Regions from separate parts of the Mus musculus genome. Here region 1 is linked to region 2. Evidence: chromatin contacts called from public HiChIP or PLAC-seq data. All regions are on one chromosome and are shown on one strand. Each heading gives the region's core, a stretch centred on a gene start, on an enhancer-like site or on the middle of the called end of the contact. The rest is flanking DNA. Distances are from core to core; before and after follow the strand shown. Region 1 holds the start of Lrrc8a (leucine rich repeat containing 8A VRAC subunit A). Region 2 holds the start of Ptges (prostaglandin E synthase).

Region 1 (4,311 bases), core at 487-2,986, 670 kb after region 2:
CTTCAATGTCTCTGTAAAAACCTGGAAAATCTACAGTCTCAGGACAGTGACCTAGGAACAGGCTGGTTCCAGGCAGCAAGCGGGGGTTCTGCCCCATTAGGCTGACCCTCAGAAGCCCATGCCCTCCACAAAGGCCATTCAGATTTGCAAGGAAACTCCATCCTAGCAAATGTGCCTTAGGTATGGAGAACAGGAATGTGAGGCTGACTCCTGGGTGTGGGAGGTATTGTCAATTGCTTCTCTGGTCCCTGCTTTGTACACCATCCCCCAAACAATGTGGAGCTTCAGACCCCAGAAAATCTCCAGGAAGCTGTCCTCCAACACTGCTCACCTGCCCTTGCCTGCCCATGACAGCTGGAGGAGAGCCCGACCTTCATCAAGGAAACAGCAGGATGAACGGCCTAGCCCACTGGCACCACCCCTGAGCCTCTGAATATACCCCCTCTCCTACCCTCAATGGTCAACTTATTCTTCCTGCACTGGCCATTTTCTCTACTTCAGAGGACATAACACAGATGGCAGAGTTAAAGAGACCACTGACACACTTGCAAGGCAGGAAAAGACTTTGTAGCCTCTGGCTACTCATTTCTGTCTCCAAAATTCAGCAGACAAGTGTCCCCATCCTCACAAAGACTCTCTCCCCTCCACACCTCATCCTTAAAGCTGTCCCTGTCCTAGCTAGGGCAGCGTTAGAGGAGGTTGTACAAGAGTGGCTGTCCTAGAACTACCACTATGTCAGCCCAGTTCCCATCAAGAAAAAGCTAATGCTCACTCAATGTGTTCTTTCAAAACAAGACAACAACTGTATCAAGCAGAACCAGCCCATCTTGACTCACTCCAGTCCAGTGCATGGCAGGTTCAAGAACCCTGGTCTCAAACAGAGGTTAGAGGCCCACGTCTCTACCCAGCACTCAGGAACCAGACAGGTGAATCTCCGTGAGCTCGAGGCCAGCCAGCCTGGTTTACAGAGAGAGTTTGAGGACAGTCAAGGCTACATAGTTGAGACCCTATCTCAAAAAACAAGCCCCCACCCCCTGCCACTGTCATCCCGAACTCTGCTGTTCCTTCAGCTTGGGGTCGCCTTTGCTGACCTCCAGCTCACCAACAACCTCCTGTACTTGTCACTCCTGCCCAAGAGATGCACAAAACAGGGACAGAACGAAACAGACTCTCATATCAGGAGTCGGTCGTTCAGGGAGCCCCAGTCTGAGGTCCCAAAAGCCTGTGCTCCCTTCCCCATAGCAGGGGACAGTCCGGGAGATCAGGAAGAGGGAGTGGTCTAAAGAGAAGCCGGCGCCGGGAAGCCCACGGCCAAGAACTGTAAGAGCTGGTGGGGGAGCTGTCAAGAGAACCCCGGGTGGAACCTCTGGGAAGGGGGCGCGTGCGCCAAGGGGCGCGGATCTGCGGGGACCAGCGCGGCAAGTGCGGCCTGAGGACCGCGGCGGAAACTCGGGTGAGAGGCGCGCGGAGAACAGGGTGCCCGGGAGGGGGCTCGCGCGCCGCCGCACGGCCTGGAGGGTGGAGACCGGAGCCGGCGCCCGCGGGAGGCAGGGCGGAGCGAAGCCCAGCGCGGGGCCAGGGTGGCCGGCGCCCCTGGGCAGCGAGAGCCCCGCAGAACTTGAAGGGGCGGAGCGCGCGTCCGAGGAGAGCGTCCCGTGCGGTGACAGCGCGCGTCTCATCCCCCACCCGACCCGCTCACCTGGGCTCTCCGCTCGCAGCCGCCCGCAGGCAGCCCGGGCCCTCCACCTCCCAGTCCGGCCGCCCGCCGCCGCGCTCCTCCAGCGCCTCCTTTTGTTTGTCCCTCACTGCACCACTCTGCCTCCCCCGCCCCGGAAGTGACGTCACGGCCGGACGCACCCGCGGCATCCCGGCCGTCGCCATGTCTGTTAAGGGGAAAGCTTGAGGCGGCTTCACCCTACTCCCGTCCACGTGCCTGCGCCAAGCCACTTCGGGGCGGAAGTAACGGGACAGAACTAAGCCCCCTTAAAGGGACAGGGATCCCTGCAACTTAAGGGATGCGTTACTCTGGCCAGAGCGGCCAAGTGACCCAAGCTGACGCAAGTATCCGCTCACCTCCTTTGTTCGGGTTCCGATCGCCATTGGGCCAGCGTCCTCATACCTTTAGTGCTGCTCGTTAGCTGACTCGCTGCCCAAACTCTTCAGGTGCCCGCAAATGTAACTGCCCTGCTGATGCTGACGCGCGCCTCGACACGTCCGGCTTGCGACGGTTGTCCCTGAAAAGCCGCATAATTCCGAGTTAACTGAATGGCTTCTCCGCCGCCGCTGCAATAAACACAGTTGAACTAAATTTAAAGGTTTCTTGGGCGATTAGTCGCGCCCCGGCGAGTTCACTGTCTCACACTAGGAGATCTTTGAAGTCGTTGGACTGGACTGGGTTAGGAACTTTTTGTAGAAGAGGGGAGAGAGGTAGTGCCGTGCTTGAGAAGGTATTGGAGTTTAGGAATCTGGTAGGTGTGTCCTGAGTCCAGTGGTCACTTTGAAACTAAGTATCTGCTTTATCCAGTATTTTGCTCCGACTTTTGTAAGCAAGGGCTTCTGGTGGGGATCTCTTTGTCCGGTTCCCCGGCTTCTGGCTGGAGATAGAGGATTGGCAGAGGGTGTGAGGGGAATTCTCTATCGGGAAACCTCCAGCCTAACGTTAGCAGCGAATTTTGAGCTGAGCTGAGGATAAAACCACATCTTCAGAACCAAGCCTCCAGACGCTAGCTGTGTGTGTGTGTTAATCTTCCCGGGTCCTCATAATTCCCAGGCTAACTGTAGTAATCCTTAGGTTGGGAAATTGTTCAGCTATTAAAACAAAGTGTTTCATGTACTCCAGTATGGGACGAGTTCCAGTAGCTTACGTGAAAGAAGAAAGGCAGGGAGCACAGCAATGAGTTTTTGTGGAGTTGGGTATCAGTGGTGTGTGCACCAGCTGACTAATATACACAGGCTGTACAGATGACCCTTCCCTCACTGAATGATCTCCGCCCCCTTTTACAGTGACAGGACCTCTGGAAGAGCAGTCAGTGCTCTTAGCTGCTGAGCCATCTCTCCAGCCCAGCCCCTTAACCTTAAATTTATATAAAGAGAAAGGGGGATATAAGTATATTTATCCACATACTAAGGTATATTTAGTTTCAAACTTTAAAAATAATAATAATTTCAACTTCAAAGATAATGCTTTTTTTTTCTGTTGCCAAAAAGCATTTTGCCCTGGGAAAGATATACCCTGCTAGTCCACAAAAGAATCCAGAGTTAGGGTTGGGGCAGGGTTTTGTTTTTATCTTCCCAGGAGAAGAAAAACATACAACAGAGAAATTCAGATACCACTGGACAAGAGAAACAGGATGGATCATCAAGAAAAGATATCCTGCCTGGCGTGGTGGCCATGCCTTTTATCCCAGCACTTGGGAGGCAGAGGCAGGCGGATTTCTGAGTTCGAGGCCAGCCTGGTCTACAGAGTGAGTTCCAGGACAGCCAGGGCTGCACAGAGAAACCCTGTCTCAAAAAACTAAAAAAGAACATTGGCTTCTCTTCCAAAGGTCCAAGGTTCGATTCCCCAGCACCCACATGGTGGCCCACAGCTCCAGTCACAGGGGATCTGCAAATAATACCACCTGGGACATTGAAACAGTCTGCGGTTGTTTTTCTCAAAAGTTCCGGGTAATTAGGCCCTCTGGCAGGGGGCTGGGGCCCATGTTCTCAGGGCAGTCAGTATTTTTCCACTCTTCATTTCCCCACTTCTTGTGAGTAGCTCTAATCTTAGAGCGACCCCACTTCCTTTTCTGGCAAAGTCTGGTACTGGTGTGTCGGAGCACCATTACCTGTACAGCATTAACCCTGTCTTTTACAAAAGCCACTAACTTATTAAGAATGCAAGGTCCAAAAGTGAGCAAAAGCAAAAGAATGGTTAGGGGACCGGCAAGGGTAGAAACAAGGGTGGTAAACCAAGGAGACTTATTAAACCAATTTTCAAACCAGCTCTGTCTATCTTCTCTTGCCCTTCTGCGCTTGTCTAATCGATCCCTGAGTTTTGACATAGAATCTTTAATTACTCTAGAATGGTCTACATAGAAGCAACACTCTTCTTTTAGGGCTGCACAAAGTCCTCCTTCTTTGAGGAAAAGGAGGTCTAACCCTCTCCTATTTTGCAGTACTACCTCTGACAGGGAGGTCAAGGATTCTTCTAGTTTAGTTATGGACTGCTCTGTGGCCCTCAGATCAGTGTCCATGGCAGTTCGCAAGTCATCAAAGTATCGAGGGGTCTGAATTAAGGCGGTTGTACCTGTGCCAACCCCAGCCGCCACC
Region 2 (4,327 bases), core at 469-2,968:
TAGTTCAGATTGTAAATCAGGGAGAAGCCACCCACAGCCCCAGCAGCAAGGATTCCCTCCTGTCAATCCAGCTAGACAGGAACCCTCTTCTGAGTAGGGGGAAACGGAGGCTCTGGTGTCCTCAGCGAGGAAGAGCTACTGCGTAGCGGGTGCTCTGTATCCTCGTTTGTAGACATGAATATTTTTCCAACTTAATCCTTTTTACACTTATTATCCATGAGTATACTCTCCAGCAGAGGACAGCCTGCTTAGGTGGATTCTATCTTCCCACCATGTAGATCTGGGAGAGAATCTCACCTATTCAAGCTGGTGGAGTGTACCTTTCCCTACTGAGCCATCTCATCAGCCCTGACTTTTGAGACAGGGTTTATTTAATATATCCTAGGCTGGCCTCACGTTCACTATGTAACCAAGGATGGCCGGACATATATCTCCAACCAAGACCCTTATAGTTCCAGCAACTGCTATGGTGTGTGTGTGTGTGTGTGTGTGTGTGTGAGAGAGAGAGAGAGAGAGAGAGAGAGAGAGAGAGACAAGATAGTCAGTTTCATTTTATAGCTAGGGAAATTGGATCAGAGCCCAGAGCTACATTGGTGCTCTAAGGACTGGCTAAGTTTACAGCCGAGTGGGGTTCAGGCTAGTTGCCCCTAGATCTCTTGCTTTGAGGCATGCATGGCAGGCTGATGGTGATGTTCCTTTGGCCTGATTACTGTTCTTTACGATCTAGCTGACTGACGAAGGGAGCGAGCAGGGAAGGTGTGTATTTGTAATTTGCTGGCAGCAGAGGCAGGGGGATGCTCGGAGCTCACTGGCCCGTCAGGCTGGCAGAATGATGAGCTCTGGAGCAGTGGAAGATCAGACCTCAAAATGTAACAGGGCCAGGCTGTACTGGTGCATGCCCTTCGTCGCAGCACTGGAAGGGCCAAAGCAGGGAGCTCTCTGAGTTCCAGGCCATGGGGGGTAGATAGTGAGGTTCTCTCTCTCTCTCTCAAAAAAGGAAAAGAGAAAAGTTAGGTGCTTAGGCTAGTGAGACCTGAATGTGACTCACATGGCAGAACAAAACCATCATCAGCAAGTTATCTTCTGACTTTCATACAGGTACTGTGGCACACAATAAATAAATAAACATAATTTTAAAAGAAATTAAAAATTAAGATGGACATTGAGAAAGTCATGTGACAGCAGCTACTGGCTTCCACGCAAAGGTGCACACACGTGAATATCCCCACCCATATGCAAATACACACACACACACACACACACACACACACACACACACGAATTGGTAATTGGGGGTCTGTGTCCTGTTAGAGGATGGCAGAAGGATCTGTCTCCTCACCTTCCATCTTGCAGAGACAACCCACCTCCATGGCTGCATGTCCAGCATTACAGCGGCCACACATTAGCATAAATGCCCTGGTTCTCACGCTCTTTCGGAAGGTGGGCATGGGTCAGTGATATGCAGACTGGGGTCGGAGACCTGATGTTAAGTGAGAAAACACTCTATGTAGTCTGAGGCTTTCAAAAGAACAATGGTCCTGAGCCAAGGATGGCGTGGGACACCTCCATTCCTCTGCTTCCCACCCCCCACCCGGACACTTGGAGCAGAAGTCTCTGGGTTCCTTCTTGACTTGAGCAGGGGGCCTGCTGCGGGTGATCAGGGTGGGCGGGGAGTGGGCGGGGGTGACCGCCTACTCAGGACTTGGCCCGCCTCCTCCTCTCCATAAGCCGCCTGTGGGACAGTCTCACTCTCAGTCCCGGTGTCCCCGAGTTGAAGTCCAGGCCGGCTAGCCGAGATGCCTTCCCCGGGCCTGGTGATGGAGAGCGGCCAGGTGCTCCCGGCCTTTCTGCTCTGCAGCACACTGCTGGTCATCAAGATGTACGCGGTGGCTGTCATCACAGGCCAGATGAGGCTGCGGAAGAAGGTACGTTCGCTGGTGGAGTGGGGGGGGGGGGGGGCGCTGGAGGAGAAGGGGATCAGCACTCTGCTGGCTTTTCCCTGCAAGAAAAGTCTAGGGACTGAAAAAACGTGGCCGAGATGTGTATGCCGGCGTGCGGTGGGAGCTGCTTCAAGGCTGCCGCCACCACAGCCCTTCTGGGAGCTGGCTTAGCCTTCAGCTCCTGAACCCTCTTGGTTTGAGAGTACTGGGGGGCTCCCTTGCGAGTGGAGCACAGGGACTCTTGACAGCGAGAGGTGTCTGGACCTGGCAGTTTCCCGGCAGGCAGGGAGATCTCATATCTGGGTGGAGTGGGAACCCGCAACGCAGGAGCCTAAGAAGTCTTTCCGTGGAAATTCCCACTCCCCATGGACGCCGCACACACTTGTGGCACCCTAGAGGGTGCCTTGAGGGACCACAGACATTCTCTGGTCCCAGTCCCGGCAAAGAAACCAAAGTAAAAGAACCTACGTGGAGCTGGTGGGAGTGGCCAGGGCTCCCAGACCCCTTCTAGGGGTCCATTGGAAGCGCCTAGAAAGTAGAAGCAGTGAATCATCTGCCCTTTACAGACACTTCCCCCTAAACCAACATCTGTCCAGCCCAGAGGCGAGGGACTCGGAGTACGGGGATGGGACGGGGTGGGCCGCTTGCCCTCCTGCCAGGTTCAGCCCCTGCCTGGGGCAGGTACTGACAGGAATGAAGGCAGGGCCACCCCTGACTGACTGACTGTCTCTCATTCTTCTGCTTTGGTTTGTCCTGGGACACAGATGCCAGGGAGAGATAGCTACATTCTGTTCTTGTCCCTTCTGTAGGGCCCCCAAAGTTGAGCACTAAGTCACCACCAGGAAGGCAGTAGGAGTTAGCTTACCCTGGTTTTCCAGTGAGTTAAGGAGAGGTCTGCCTACTATGGGATCCTTCCATCCCCTTTGAAGTTAACTCTGGCTCCCGAGCCTGACTTCCTCTAGGGCTCCTCTCCCCATGGGAGATGCAGGGGTGGAGGAAAGCCTTCTCTGCTTTGGGCCCTGGGCTCCTCTATTTCTGCCAAGTGGGACCAGGGAATCACACTCTGCATTGAGAGGACGGGAGCCGGCTCAGGATCCTCTCCCCAGCAGCCTGGAGATGTGGCTCTGAGAGGAAGCTGGAGACTTGAATGGTGAACACACCACCCATGCTGGTCCTTAAGACTGGTTCCTACTGGAATCTGCTGTGAACAGGAGCAGCCGCAGGTCTTTCCTGGAAGTGCATGCTGAGTGCCCCTTGACCCACTAGAGGTGGCTCCCTGATAGCTCATTACAGGAACTCCACTGGTGGCAAAGCTGGGCCCTCAGAGTTGGGGTTTCCGAGCCAGGAGGGAGGAATTCTGGGTAGGAGATCCTGGCCTTTTTCTTCGTCATTTTACATTTTTCTCAGGCAGGGCTCATCTACCAGCTCCAGGGACAGCCGGAAGTGAAGCTTGAGCCTCGCTCCCCTCACAGTTTAGACAGGTTGATTGTGACGTCACCAGAGTTGATGGGGGAGTTTTGCCGAGGCCCTCAAAGACAGAAGTGTGACCTTGGGCTCCCCAGCTTTCCCAATGAGGCCCCGCTGCTCCATTTCATCCTGAGGTTACAGAGGAGGCTGCTGGAGAGCAGGGAGCATCAGAGCCTGGTGCTCAAGGAGTGGCCTTAATGGCTTCTACCTAGCTGTTTGTTTTAATTTTTTGAGACAGGGTCTTACTATGTAGACCAGGCTGCCCTCGAACTCACTGAGATCCACCTACCTCTCTGCCTCTAGAGGGCCGGGATTAAAGGCATGAGCCACTATGCTCCGGTGTTTGTCTTATTTGAATTTACTCTTTGAGGTTCTGGGACTGGAACCTAGGGAGGGATCCATGCCAGGCAAACAGGGCCTTGAACCCCTCCTGAGTGTGTTCTAGACCAGCTAGGCACCCTGAGCCAGCGCAAGAGGTGCTCTCACCTTGAGTTTCCTTACCGTGAGCTTCGGTTCTGTGGCACAGGGAGAGGCTCAGGGGAGCAGGGGAATGCTCGGTCGTCCTGTAGGTGGCTGTACTGTTTGTTGCCTAGCCCCTGAGCTCTGTCCTCAGACAGGAACCTCCTCAGGGTTGTGAGCCTCACCTGCTGTGTTTCAGGCTTTTGCCAACCCCGAGGATGCGCTGAAACGTGGAGGCCTCCAGTATTACAGGAGTGACCCAGATGTGGAGCGCTGCCTCAGGTGAGTACCTGTCAGTGTCTGGAACTTGGCCACACACCCGGCTGGCACCTGTTCTTGCAGAGTTTCTGAACTGGGGACTTGGGAGTCCCCTGTGTGCCTAACAGTGTCTGTGGGTCTGATTTCTCAGGCTATTATAGTTTACTCATTACCTTTGTATTGGAAAAACAAATCCTCACCAC

Evidence for each region. HiChIP or PLAC-seq counts read pairs in DNA pulled down with a chosen protein or histone mark.
Region 1: a FOXA1 HiChIP or PLAC-seq map of pancreatic cancer cells shows a contact between it and region 2. The contact joins the promoter of Lrrc8a here to the promoter of Ptges in region 2.

Annotation. Positions count from the first base shown.
Region 1 is chr2:30,235,194-30,239,504 of GRCm38.p6, reverse strand. It overlaps Lrrc8a (leucine rich repeat containing 8A VRAC subunit A), which reads right to left and starts at 1,736. Exons shown (of 4, transcript NM_177725.4): 1 at 1,700-1,736. 1700084E18Rik (RIKEN cDNA 1700084E18 gene) reads left to right here and starts at 1,874. Exons shown (of 1, transcript NR_028299.1): 1 at 1,874-2,308.
Region 2 is chr2:30,900,688-30,905,014 of GRCm38.p6, reverse strand. Ptges (prostaglandin E synthase) reads left to right here and starts at 1,718. Exons shown (of 3, transcript NM_022415.3): 1 at 1,718-1,925; 2 at 4,066-4,148. The coding sequence starts at 1,797. It overlaps Gm52550 (a long non-coding RNA gene), which reads right to left and starts at 1,760. Exons shown (of 3, transcript XR_003954020.1): 1 at 1,696-1,760; 2 at 1,365-1,480; 3 at 541-987.